Linked DNA regions of Ovis aries: region 2 is linked to region 1. Evidence: chromatin contacts called from public Hi-C data. All regions are on one chromosome and are shown on one strand. The core of a region is the stretch at or near the end of the contact, and the rest is flanking DNA. Distances in the headings are between cores, read along the strand shown. Region 1 holds the start of MAP3K3 (mitogen-activated protein kinase kinase kinase 3). Region 2 overlaps MAP3K3 (mitogen-activated protein kinase kinase kinase 3).

Evidence for each region. A called contact is a pair of places that touch in the nucleus more often than the background predicts.
Region 2: a Hi-C map of blood shows a contact between it and region 1, with 2.2 times the contacts expected there. The contact joins the enhancer-like site here to the promoter of MAP3K3 in region 1. A contact is called at or near these places in 5 of 16 Hi-C or Micro-C datasets (blood, liver and omental adipose tissue).

The regions. Positions count from the first base shown.
Region 1 is chr11:47,639,833-47,645,024 of ARS-UI_Ramb_v3.0, forward strand. MAP3K3 (mitogen-activated protein kinase kinase kinase 3) reads left to right here and starts at 2,982. Exons shown (of 16, transcript XM_027974351.2): 1 at 2,982-3,326. The coding sequence starts at 3,323.
Region 2 is chr11:47,693,241-47,698,995 of ARS-UI_Ramb_v3.0, forward strand. MAP3K3 (mitogen-activated protein kinase kinase kinase 3) reads left to right here. Exons shown (of 16, transcript XM_027974351.2): 8 at 499-560; 9 at 2,417-2,484; 10 at 2,674-2,766; 11 at 3,647-3,838; 12 at 4,358-4,506; 13 at 5,121-5,252; 14 at 5,733-5,755. Among named protein-coding and RNA genes, the nearest start is that of LIMD2, 14 kb to the right of the region's middle. Within about 2 kb of position 3,296, at least 18 of the 54 cell types and tissues checked have an H3K27ac peak or open chromatin away from gene starts, as enhancers often do. A contact at or near this core is called in liver, where this site is marked.

The DNA.
Region 1 (5,192 bases), core at 1,732-4,231:
GTTAGAGGCGAGAGAAAGTCATATTTGAGGAACTACCAGTGGTTCTGTGTGGCCAGAACAGAATTTGAATGGTGGGGTTGTTGGAAGTGGGAAATGGAAAAACTTATGGCTGGAGAAGAAATGGTTCCAGGTCCTTCTTAACTACATTGATGTATTTGACTTTTCCTAAGGGTAATGGGGACTGTAAAATCTTTCAGGAGATCATGGCAGGCTCAGGGATCCATTTTAAAAGGTCACCCTGGATGGAGTGATCTTGAGAAGCTGTTACACTGAATACTCCGAGTAATAGGCTTGGGAGGTTTGAACTAGGATGGTGGAGCTGGGACAGGGAGGGGAGTGGACAGATTGGAGACATGGCCACAATTAGCTGTGGGGGAAGGGAAGTGGAGAGGAAGAACTCTTCAAGTTTGATAACTCAAAAGCATCCAAGCTGGGGACCTGATGATGGAGAGAGCAAATGAGAACATGGAGGAAAACGATCAGATCAGTTTGGACCGGTGGAATTTGAAGGACCTGCAGAATACTCAATGGGTGATGTCTCTGAAGTTCAGAAGAAAGCCCAGTAGGGTGACTGCAGCGAGGGGATGTTTGAGATGGCTGGTTCAGTGACAGACAACAGAAATGGAGTCCTCAAAAAAAATCAGTTGCTAGGAAGGTAGAGGGAAAATCAGGAGGCTGTTTCCAGCTAAAGACTTCTGTTGTTGTATTGCATGCACTGCTGTGTGTGAGGCACTGTTCTAAGTGTTGGTGACCAGGCAGTGGACGGAACACAGTCCCTGCTCCTACACGGCTTATGTTCATTGTCGTCGGAGCAAACAGTGTATAATTTCAGGCTCTGTGAAGAAAAATACGGCAGCATATGGAAATACAAAATGTTGGAGGGGAGAGGGCCTATCTTGGATGGTGTGGTTAGGCACTTTTGAGAGCTGACATTTGAGCAGACCTGAATGAAATGCAGGAATTAGCTGTGGGAAGAGCATTTCTAGGTGGAACAAAGGGCAAGTGCAGAGGTCCTGAGCCTGGTAAGCTCAAAGTATGGAAAGAAGGCGAGTGTGGCTGGAGTGATTTGAGGGAGCTGGAGAGGTGAGGGGGGAGAGGATGGCGGGGGCCGACTCCTGTTGGGCCCGGATGGCCATGACAGAGTTTGGGTCTATTCTGTGTGTGATGGGAAGCCCTCGGAGGGTTGAGAGCAGGGAGTGACATGATGTTAATTACATTTTACAAGGATCACTTTGGCTGCTGTGTGGAGCATCATTTGTTAGGTGGCTGCAGAGGAAACAGGGAAACCAGTTAGGAGGCCAGGGCAGTCACCCAGTAGGTAGGGTGGTGGCTTGCACCAGGGTGTAAGTGGTGAGAAGTAATTGGATTCAGATACATTTTTAAAGGAAAGCTGAAAAGACTTGCTGGATGATTGGATAGAGGAATGTTAGAGAAAGAGTGAAATGAAGGAAGATGCCTCCTTGGTGTGTATTTTTACCACTGGGAAAACAAGAGCAAGGTTTTGTGGGGAAGGGGCAAAGAATCAAGAATTCAGTGTAAAACACATTAAACTGGAGTTGTATTTTAGACATTCCAAGAGATGCTGCTGAGTAGACCTTTGAATACAGGCAAATATTCCTAAATCTAAGATGTGGATTTAAAGGAAGAGGTCTAAAGTAATTCTTAAGAGATTTGATACCCAAGGTAAAGCCACCACTAAAGGTTCTTGGTTGACAGTTGAAAGCGACATCAGAGGAAGATGTTTTTGGCGTCTGATTTATCTTACACTGAACAGGGGCCCGAGGAAGGGAGCCCGGATTGTGGCGGCCTTGGAATCTGAAGATGGAGGTGTATAACATGCTGAACAATGAAGGCTGGGAAAATTAATTATGGTCATCTCTATTTTGAAATATCATGCAGTCAAGTACAATCGTTTTGGGAGACAATATTAAGTGGCACGGGAAAACGGGGTAAAATTTAAGCACACTACAAAACAAAATGAAGCCGTTTTTATCAAACGCTGTATATTCAGGTAGGAAAGAGACAAAATACCTCTGGGGTGGAGTTTCTGTTTTTTTCAATTTTAATACAAAGAGCTTGTGTTGCTTTTATGACCAGAAAAAAAGTTTTCTTCCCGAAAGAACCTCACTTAATGGTTTCGGCCCTGGCCAGCAGATTCCTAGGACCCACTTCCCGGCACTACCCCAGCCCCTTGGGGTGTGTGACTGTTGAGACCTAGGAAAAGGCAGGCAGTGGTGAACCGCTCCTGCCTCCGGGCAAGCGCAGCCTCTGGACCGGAGGACTTGCTTGGGGGTCCAGCGGCAGAGGTGGCCACACGCCGGGAAGCGCTCAGAGCCAGAACCCTCCCCGCTTATTACGCGCCGGTGTGGGGACACCAAGGGGCAGGACGTCAGCCTCAGGAGCCGCGGAGAGCTGGAAGGGCGGGAGGCAATGGGGCCCCTCCAAACGTCTTCCTAAACTCCAGCCCCAAAGTAGCCGGCGGGGAACCGCGCCAGCCCGCGCGCCAGCCGAGACTTGGGTGACTGACAGGAGGTGGGAATGTGGGCGGAGCCTCTAGCGCGAGCTGTGATTGGAAAAACCCACACCTCCGGGGAGAGAGGGCGGGCAAGTTTGCGAGGGATGCGCAGAGGAGGGTGCTCAGAGCCTTCTACGTGATTGGCTAGCAGCGGAGTGAACCGGGAGCTGTTCCGATGATTGGCAGAGGGTAGACAACCCTCCGAAACTGCTTTGGCTTCGCCTATTGGCATCCTGCGAGAGTAGGCGGGATTGGTTCATCGAGGGGTGCCGTTGATTAGCTGGCGGCTGAGAGTTAGGGTGTTGGAGAGAGCTGGGGGAGGAGGGGCGGTGGGGGCAGCGACTTCTTCCTTGTTATTGGGTGGTGAAATGAGTGAGGGGTGGCACCATGGGCCAGCGGCTGGCTAGGATTGGCGAGTGCTGGGGTGAGTGACAGGCAGGGTGGCGAGCTGCGCGACCAGCGGTTTGTTTTTCGGAGCGTTCCTGAGGTGGAGAACGGCGGCCGGACGGAACGACTTCGGGACTGAGGGACTGGCGGTCGGGCGGGCCGAGCGGCGCCGCCGAGGCCGGGCTGGGCCGAGCCGAGGAGCGCCGGGGATGTAGCGGGCCACCCTGCCCATGCCACAGCGCCCGGCCGCGGGCGGAGCCGGAGCCGGAGCCTGGGGAGGCGGCGGGGGCCCCGAGCGCAGCCCGCGCCCCCCGCGCGGAGCCAGGCCCGCTGCCGTCCCCGCCGCCCGGGCCCCCGGCATGCAGCTCCGGCTGCGGAGGTGACACTCGGGCCCGAGCCGCCGCCGCCGCCATCGCCACCATGGGTGAGTGTCGCCACCGCCCCGGCCTGTGCCCGCGCTGCTTCGCGTCGCCCCGCCCCGGGCTGAGGGGAGGAGGACCCTGGGCCGCCGCCTGACAGGCATGGACAGCCCGCCCGGCCGGGGCTGCGGACCGCCGGCGCCCGCCCGCCCCGCTCGGGCTTAGCGGCTTCGCGGCCCGGGTGGGGGTTCTGGCTCCCCCGGCCTTCAAGGGCGGCCCCGGTCCGCAGAGCCCACTTGGCCGCCTCTTTCCTGGCCGCGCGGCCAGCACATCCCGAGGAAGCGGCAGCGGGTCGAGGGCCCGTGCTCGGCGGAGCAACGCGCTCCGGGCCGAGCGAGCGGGACCCCGAGCCCGAGGGCGGGGGAGCGCGAGCGCAGTGTGGGGCCCGGGCTGGAGGCTGGTGCAGGCCTAGCTGCTGTTGTGTCTTTTCCTTGATTTGCTTTTTTTTCCTGCCTGTGTCATTTCCTTCCCTTTGCTCACACAGGCCGGCCTGTGAGAGTTCCCGGGGCTTGCTCTCTAGCCCTGTGCGCGCCCCAGCGCAGGGGGGAGGGCGTGCGGGGAGACAGGCTGCGAGGTGATTAAAATGGCAATCACTGTTATCAACCGCGCGGTTGAGAAATGCGAGCTGCACGCAGACTGCTGGAGTTTGGGAATCGGCTGCCAGTGATAATACACATCCTACTCTTTGAAAAATCTCGTTGCAGTGTTTTACATCCATTAGTTTAATCTAGCGGTGTCCCTGAAATTATGTAACTTTTGAAAGAGAGAAACATTCACTACACAAAAAAATCTCTGAAATCATTTCCTTTTTAATCGATGGTTGCAATTTCTGTTGTGAAGATGTAGTCTAAGGAACGTTTTAATGTCTTCCACACGCAGCATTTGAACTGAATTATATTTCATGTCCTTTGTGGTAATTTAGCAGACGACTATTGGAGTTCATTAAGTAGCAGTAACATGTTCGATGTACTTTGCTTCTCTTGTTGGATCAGTTATTTTGATACAGTTGTCTGCAGTGGCAAGTTTTGCAAAGTATTTGTTATTGTCCTAATTAATCAAGGGGTAAACTTCAGTTAAGGGGTCATTTGCACAGCCACTGATTCCATCTGTGAAGAGGGAACATTAATGTTTGCTTTGCCCTATGGCAAGGTCAAGTCGTTTTTGTAGGAGGCTGAGTGTTTGCTGTGTCACATTGGGCAGATAATCTTTTGTGGCCCATCTTTACACTCTGGCTTTGAATGAATTGCCTTGTTCTGTTCCATGCTGCCCCTCTACAGTAAGGAATGGGTTCCTTCATTTATTGGGCTGTTTCCTTCCCATGCTTTATTTCAGAAGTGCTTGCTTTTCTGGGCAAAGTCTGTGACAGCAAGCAGAAAACGAACTCAGTGAGGCCTGGTATTTATTGAATAAATACGTAATTCAACAAATACTCGTTGAGCATTTACTGTAAATGGGGTACATAATTCTTCTTGTCCTCCCCAGGTTTCGCACATTTATCTTGTGCTCTGGAATTTGATGATCACACTAAATCTTTGAATTGATTTGTGAACCTACATTTGTGATAATCTTTCTAATCAGTCTTTCCTTTTTATCCTGCGGGGACAGGCTTAAATCCCAAAGGGGAGTGTGAATACTTAAGGGTGTGCAGACCTCCTATTTTCCACTTTCTCGAGTGCTGAATCAGTGTCCAGATATGTTGACTACATTTCGTGCCTAATAATAAAATAGAGGTCAGCCTGTTTTCACATTTCAAAATCATTTCAAAAAACGTAAATGTGTGAGCATATGGAGAGACAGTGATGGGGACGAAAGGAACTATGTAGATAGGGTCCAGAGCCCCAAAGGAAAAAGGACCAAAAACTCAATATCTT
Region 2 (5,755 bases), core at 2,046-4,545, 54 kb after region 1:
GGAAACTTGTATTCTGTGTCAGTTGTGCACTGACTTGTTTCGTGACTTCAGACAATACTCCTCCCCTTTCCAGACCTGCAGTGGCTCATCTGTGAAATGAGGACACTCCTTGTCTTTGTAAATTATAAATTATAGAGTGTAAACAGAAGCATCACCGTCCTACCCACACACACTGGAAGCCTCTGCAGGGTAGTACCGTCTCCAGCACCAGGCTCCAGCATTCACAAGCCAAGAAAATGCCAACCAGAGAAGCAGCGTCTCTGCTTTGCTGTCCTGGCAGAGCTCCTTGGGATGCCAGCCAGGCATTTTTCTCACTCCTGGAAACTTGCCTTTCAGACTGTGGGGGAGAACGGTACCTGCCTAACCATTCTTCCCACTGCCCAGGCAGAGAAAGGGCACTTTCATATTTGGGGAGAAAAAAAAGGACCGTTTGCTGGTTTTGGCTGGGTACCTGGCTGGGGCTGGGGCTGGGGCTTTACTGTATGCCTTGCCTTGCAGATGCTGGATCCTCTGAGCAGTGCTGAAAACTCCTTGTCGGGAAGCTGCCAGTCCTTGGACAGGTCAGCAGACAGGTATGGGATTGTGGCTAGTTCAGGAGTTGGTGCACAGGCATTTTTGGAACTGATGAGCTAAGGAAATAGAGTTAGCTAGTGTGTGTGTCCCTGAACTAGACACTGGTCTGCAGGCCCATGGCTAGAACCTCATGCTTTTGGGAAAGAAACTTCTCGCTAGCATTCCGAGCCCTCTCCTTAATTTTCCAAACACCAGGAGAATGTTCTGTTTGTATAATTAGATGGATGTAATAGGTCATAGTAGCAGCTCACATGGAGAAATGCTGGCTCCGTTGTTTCCAGCACTTTTTATGTGTTTTGACTTCCCACATAATACATGGTAACCCTGGCCTCATTGCTGAGGTCTGGACTGAGAAGCAGTGGACCTTCGGTGTTTTGGGGACAAGATTGAATTATTACCTGTAGGTTTAATTTCATTTTTTTCTTTCCTCCAAGTTTTTCTGGTGGAAAAAGAAACTGGGGTATAAAAACCAGAAAACAAAATAATCCAGACTGCCTAGCTTACCACGCTGCCTGCTTGGTGTGTAATCTTATGCACCAGCTGTGTTCTTATTACACTTTGGGAGGGAACAAGTGCTGTCCTTTACACACCCCGTAGTCTGTGGAGCTGGTTCGTCAGTCAGCAGGGGTGTTTAGAGATGGCTTTGGCATTGATCCAGCCAGTCTCTCTCTTTGACCTCATCATGCCCAGGAGCACATTTTGACCGTGTCTGGCTGGGCTTAGGGCTGTGGTCAGAGGCCACTGAACAGTTCAGAGGGTTTTCTTCTCTTTGTGGAACTGATTAATTGCTCATACGGACAATCACCTTTGACCCTGGCCATGTCTGTACTGTGTCTCTTCTAACAGATCTGTGCTCTGATGAGCGTGGCCTCCCTCCAGGCATCATAGAGCACAGTTACAGTTGCTTGTTGGCATCCAATTTGAAGCCTTATTTTAGGCTTTCCAAGCAGAAGAGCAAGAAGGCACTGGTAAAAGTCCCAGCGTTGTTGCTGCAAACTGAGGGCTCTTCCAGGACAGGGACTAACTGTGGCTGTGAACTCTCTTCTGAGTTTTGTGGCCACGCTGGTGGGGAGGGGAGGTGTGGGACAGGACCACAAAAAGTCTGGCAGTTGGGAAGTAGAGGACAGTCCCTGCACCACTGCCTTGAGAGTTTCTGAGTTTTGATCTTCTCCAAAGGCACTCACACATGAGGGAAAAGGACCGTTCAGGTGGATGCTGGTAAAGATGACTCTCTTGATTCTTGAGTTTTTCCTGTGGCCCCATTGGGTTTGTTTTCATCTCCTTGGGAGTCAGACTCAGTGACCTGGACTTACTTCCTTGGGGCCCAGCATAACCGAAGGTCAGAGCTTTCATCTTCCCTTCATGGGACCTGGAGCCATATAGACCCAACTCCACCAAATATTAGTCGAATGCTTTGGACAAGTCCATTAACCTCTCTGTTCCTCAGTTTTCCATATCTCTAAGAGGGGATAGTGATGATTAGTCTGAAAGGAAGATCCTGGATGTTATTACTGTTTTTATGACTGCCCTGAGCAAGGGATCGTTTGCATTCTTCCTGTTACCAGAGTGGGAGGAAAGGGTAAGAGACAGCACTCTGCCCCCCAGTGGAAATCGGGAGCACTGGAGGGCCTCATTATGCAGGGTCCTGTCAGATGTGGGCCTCAGACTAGTGAAGAGAAAGGAAGCATAGGAAAGTTCTCTTGAACTCTGCTTCCTACTGTATAATGACATGTGTGGAAAGGAGTCAGAAAAAGCAGTGTGTCTGGGTATCCTGCCCTCTGACCTGGTGAGCTACTTTGGAGGGACCCTGAAATCTGCTGTGTGATTCATTTTGTTTTTCTAGCCCATCCTTCCGGAAATCACGAATGTCGAGAGCCCAGAGCTTCCCAGACAACAGACAGGAATTCTCGGGTGAGTTCTGCAGAGGGTGGGTGAGCACTGCAAGGTGTCTGCCCTGAACGGCTCAGGGGGGAAGAGAAGCCAGGACTGTATTTACTCTTCCTGGGGCCTGCTGCTCTGAGGTCTCAGGTGACCTGGAGGCTCCCCTGAGGCACTCACCAGGGCCTATCGGGCAGCCAGTGACCCCTCTCTCTTCCTCAGATCGTGAAACTCCGCTCTATGACAAAGGGGTCAAAGGTGGCACCTACCCCCGGCGCTACCACGTGTCCATGCACCACAAGGACTACAACGATGGTGAGTGCGCCTCTACGCTGCCCCCTGCTGGCCACCGCAGGAACAGCCACCGGAAGGGGGCGGCCGAGGCACTCCAGGCCCCACGTTTCCTGAGGAACTGCATTCAGGCTTGACAAGGCAGTAGAGTCAGGGTTTTTTAAAAAGTTCAGTTCAGTTCAGTTCAGTCGCTCAGTCGTGTCCAACTCTTCTGCGACCCCATGAATCACAGCACGCCAGACCTCCCTGTCCATCACCAACTCCCGGAGTTCACTCAGACTCACCTCCGTCGAGTCAGTGATGCCATCCAGCCATCTCATCCTCGGTCGTCCCCTTCTCCTCCTGCCCCCAATCCCTCCCAGCATCAGAGTCTTTTCCAATGAGTCAACTCTTCGCATGCGGTGGCCAAAGTACTGGAGTTTCAGCTTTAGCATCATTCCTTCCAGGGAAATCCTAGGCTGATCTCAAAAGGAGGATGGTATTGTAGATGGATACTGCCTCCAGGAACTCAGTCCTTTGTCTGAGGGCACGGAGTGCTCCAGGCGCCAACTCTCCACTGCCCTCTTCTGCCTCAGGCAGCAAACGGAATGGAGCGTCCACAGAGGTGTAGGGTTACGATGCCAAAGAAAACAGAGAGCAGCCGTGGGTGGGCCCCACGGTGTTGTGGGGCATGAGGGCCAGCCCTGTGCTTTCCCTTTGGCTGGTTTCCCTAAACCCCTTGGCTGCTTGCTGATTCCTACTTTTGTCCTGATCCTCAGGATGCTTGAGACATCATCCATTCTGGCCAGAGTCAGGTGGGAGGGAAGAGCGGATGGACTGGAGCTGGTGTTATGACCTGGTTGGCACATTTGGCCTTGTGCTCAGGGTTCTGACTTGCTCTTCTCTGGCCCCTGCACCCCTTCAGGCAGAAGAACATTTCCCCGAATACGGCGTCATCAAGGCAACCTGTTCACCCTGGTGCCCTCGAGCCGTTCCCTGAGTACAAATGGCGAAAACCTGGGCCTGGCGGTGCAGTACCTGGACCCCCGTGGGCGCCTGCGGAGCGCTGACAGCGAGAATGCCCTCTCTGTGCAGGAGAGGAGTGTGCCCACCAAGTGTGAGCAGTGCGCCCTGGCTGGGGAGGGCCTGCCTAGGGGATGCTTAGGGCGGGGGGCCAGCGAGTCCAATGGGCTGTTGGGCTCGGCGGGTGGCTGCCCTGGCCCATCCGTACCCAGGGGAAGAGCCTGAGGGGCCGCAGACCCCCTGGACCTTAGTCTTCACTCCACTGCGTGATGAGGCACTCCTCTCTGGCCTTCAGTTTCTCCACATTTAAACTGAAGAGTGATCTGCTTACTCCCTGACAGAATGAGCTATCGGGGGCCTTGGAAATATGAAGGTGTTTAATCAGTTCAGATAAGCATTTACCTGTGATTTTAGCCAGTCCTGTGCTTCTCAGGGCATGGGCCTTGAGGTCTGATTGGCCAGGACCCTGAGCCTGTTCCAGGTGAGGGTGGAGATGCTGTGCTGAGGTGTGATGATGCCGGGTGAGGGGCAGCTCGGGCCTTCGGACAATGAGGCAGGATGTCGGGAAATAAGTGTGTAAACTCTGATGCTCTTTCCTTCTGTTCTCCTGTAGCTCCCAGTGCCCCCATTAATTGGCGCCGGGGGAAGCTCCTAGGCCAGGGTGCCTTTGGCAGGGTCTATTTGTGCTATGACGTGGACACCGGACGAGAACTTGCTTCCAAGCAGGTGCAGTTTGACCCAGACAGTCCTGAGACAAGCAAGGTACTGCCTTCCCTATGGTCTGACTTCCAATTCCTCCTTCTCAACAAAATGCCTGTCTTGTTGCACAGACTAATTGCTTGAGATGCTACAGGTTGTTTCTCCCATTGTTCTTCCTCCCAAGCTCCTTTACCATCTACCCCGGTCCTAGGGAGAGATTAGCTGGTGTCAAAGTACCTAACCACCCAGACTGGTTTGGATGGCCAGTGCCACAACGAGCAGCTCCTGCCCCCCAACCCCCACCTCAGCAGACAGATGCCACTCTCTCCCAGCCCCTGAGCCAGGAAGGACCCTGTCTTTGGAGCTTAGCTTGGGCTGTGGCCTTCACTCCAGTTTGAGTGGACAAATTCAGCAGTTACCTGAACTCCTTAACTGCACCCACAAACCCATGTCCCACCCCACCATCTGCTGCCTTCCAGCATGGGAGTGCCCAGCCCCACGGCTTAGCCAGCATTGTGGGTAAGCGCCAGACAGTCGGGACATTCCCCGTTTTCTCCAGCCGAAGTTCCCACGGCAGATGGGCTCCTCTGAGGCCACTGGCTAGGGCAAGCTGAGCTGACGCCAGGCAGGTAGAACTGAGGCCTGCAAGCCTCAGTGACCGCTGGGCCCCTTCCCAGGAGGTGAGTGCTCTGGAGTGCGAGATCCAGTTGCTGAAGAACCTGCAGCATGAGCGCATAGTGCAGTACTATGGCTGCCTGCGGGACCGCGCCGAGAAGACCCTGACCATCTTCATGGAGTACATGCCAGGGGTATGTGCCCCGTGATGCAGGCGGACAGCAAGAGAGGGGCTGTCATGGCACTGGGGCTGTGGCGAGGGGTCCCTTTGACATGAGTCTGGTTACCTGAGACTCCAGAGGCTCCAGGGGAAAGGCGAGGCAGGGGCAGGACGTGGAGTCAGCAGGCCCTGCGTCTAGCTGCAGTGATGGTGTGGGGTGAGAATTGTCCCAGGCTCTTCTGACCTGAGGCTTACAGGGCAGCTGCACTGTCCAGTAGGTACTGCCTTTACGTGGAGCACACAGACCTCCCTTCTGGGTTTGGGTCACCCTGGCCTAAGGGAAGGGCTGTCTCATACTTTTCTCCAAGCTGACTGACAGCCCTTAGCCAAGTGCCTGGCCTGTCACAGATGGGGACTGGACCTCAGTCCCTTGGTGAGCACTGGGGGCTGGAAGTAGCCTTGCCCCCTTCCCTCCTCCTTCCTGCAGTGACCCCTCTGACTCCTGTGGCTTTAGGGTTCAGTGAAAGACCAGCTGAA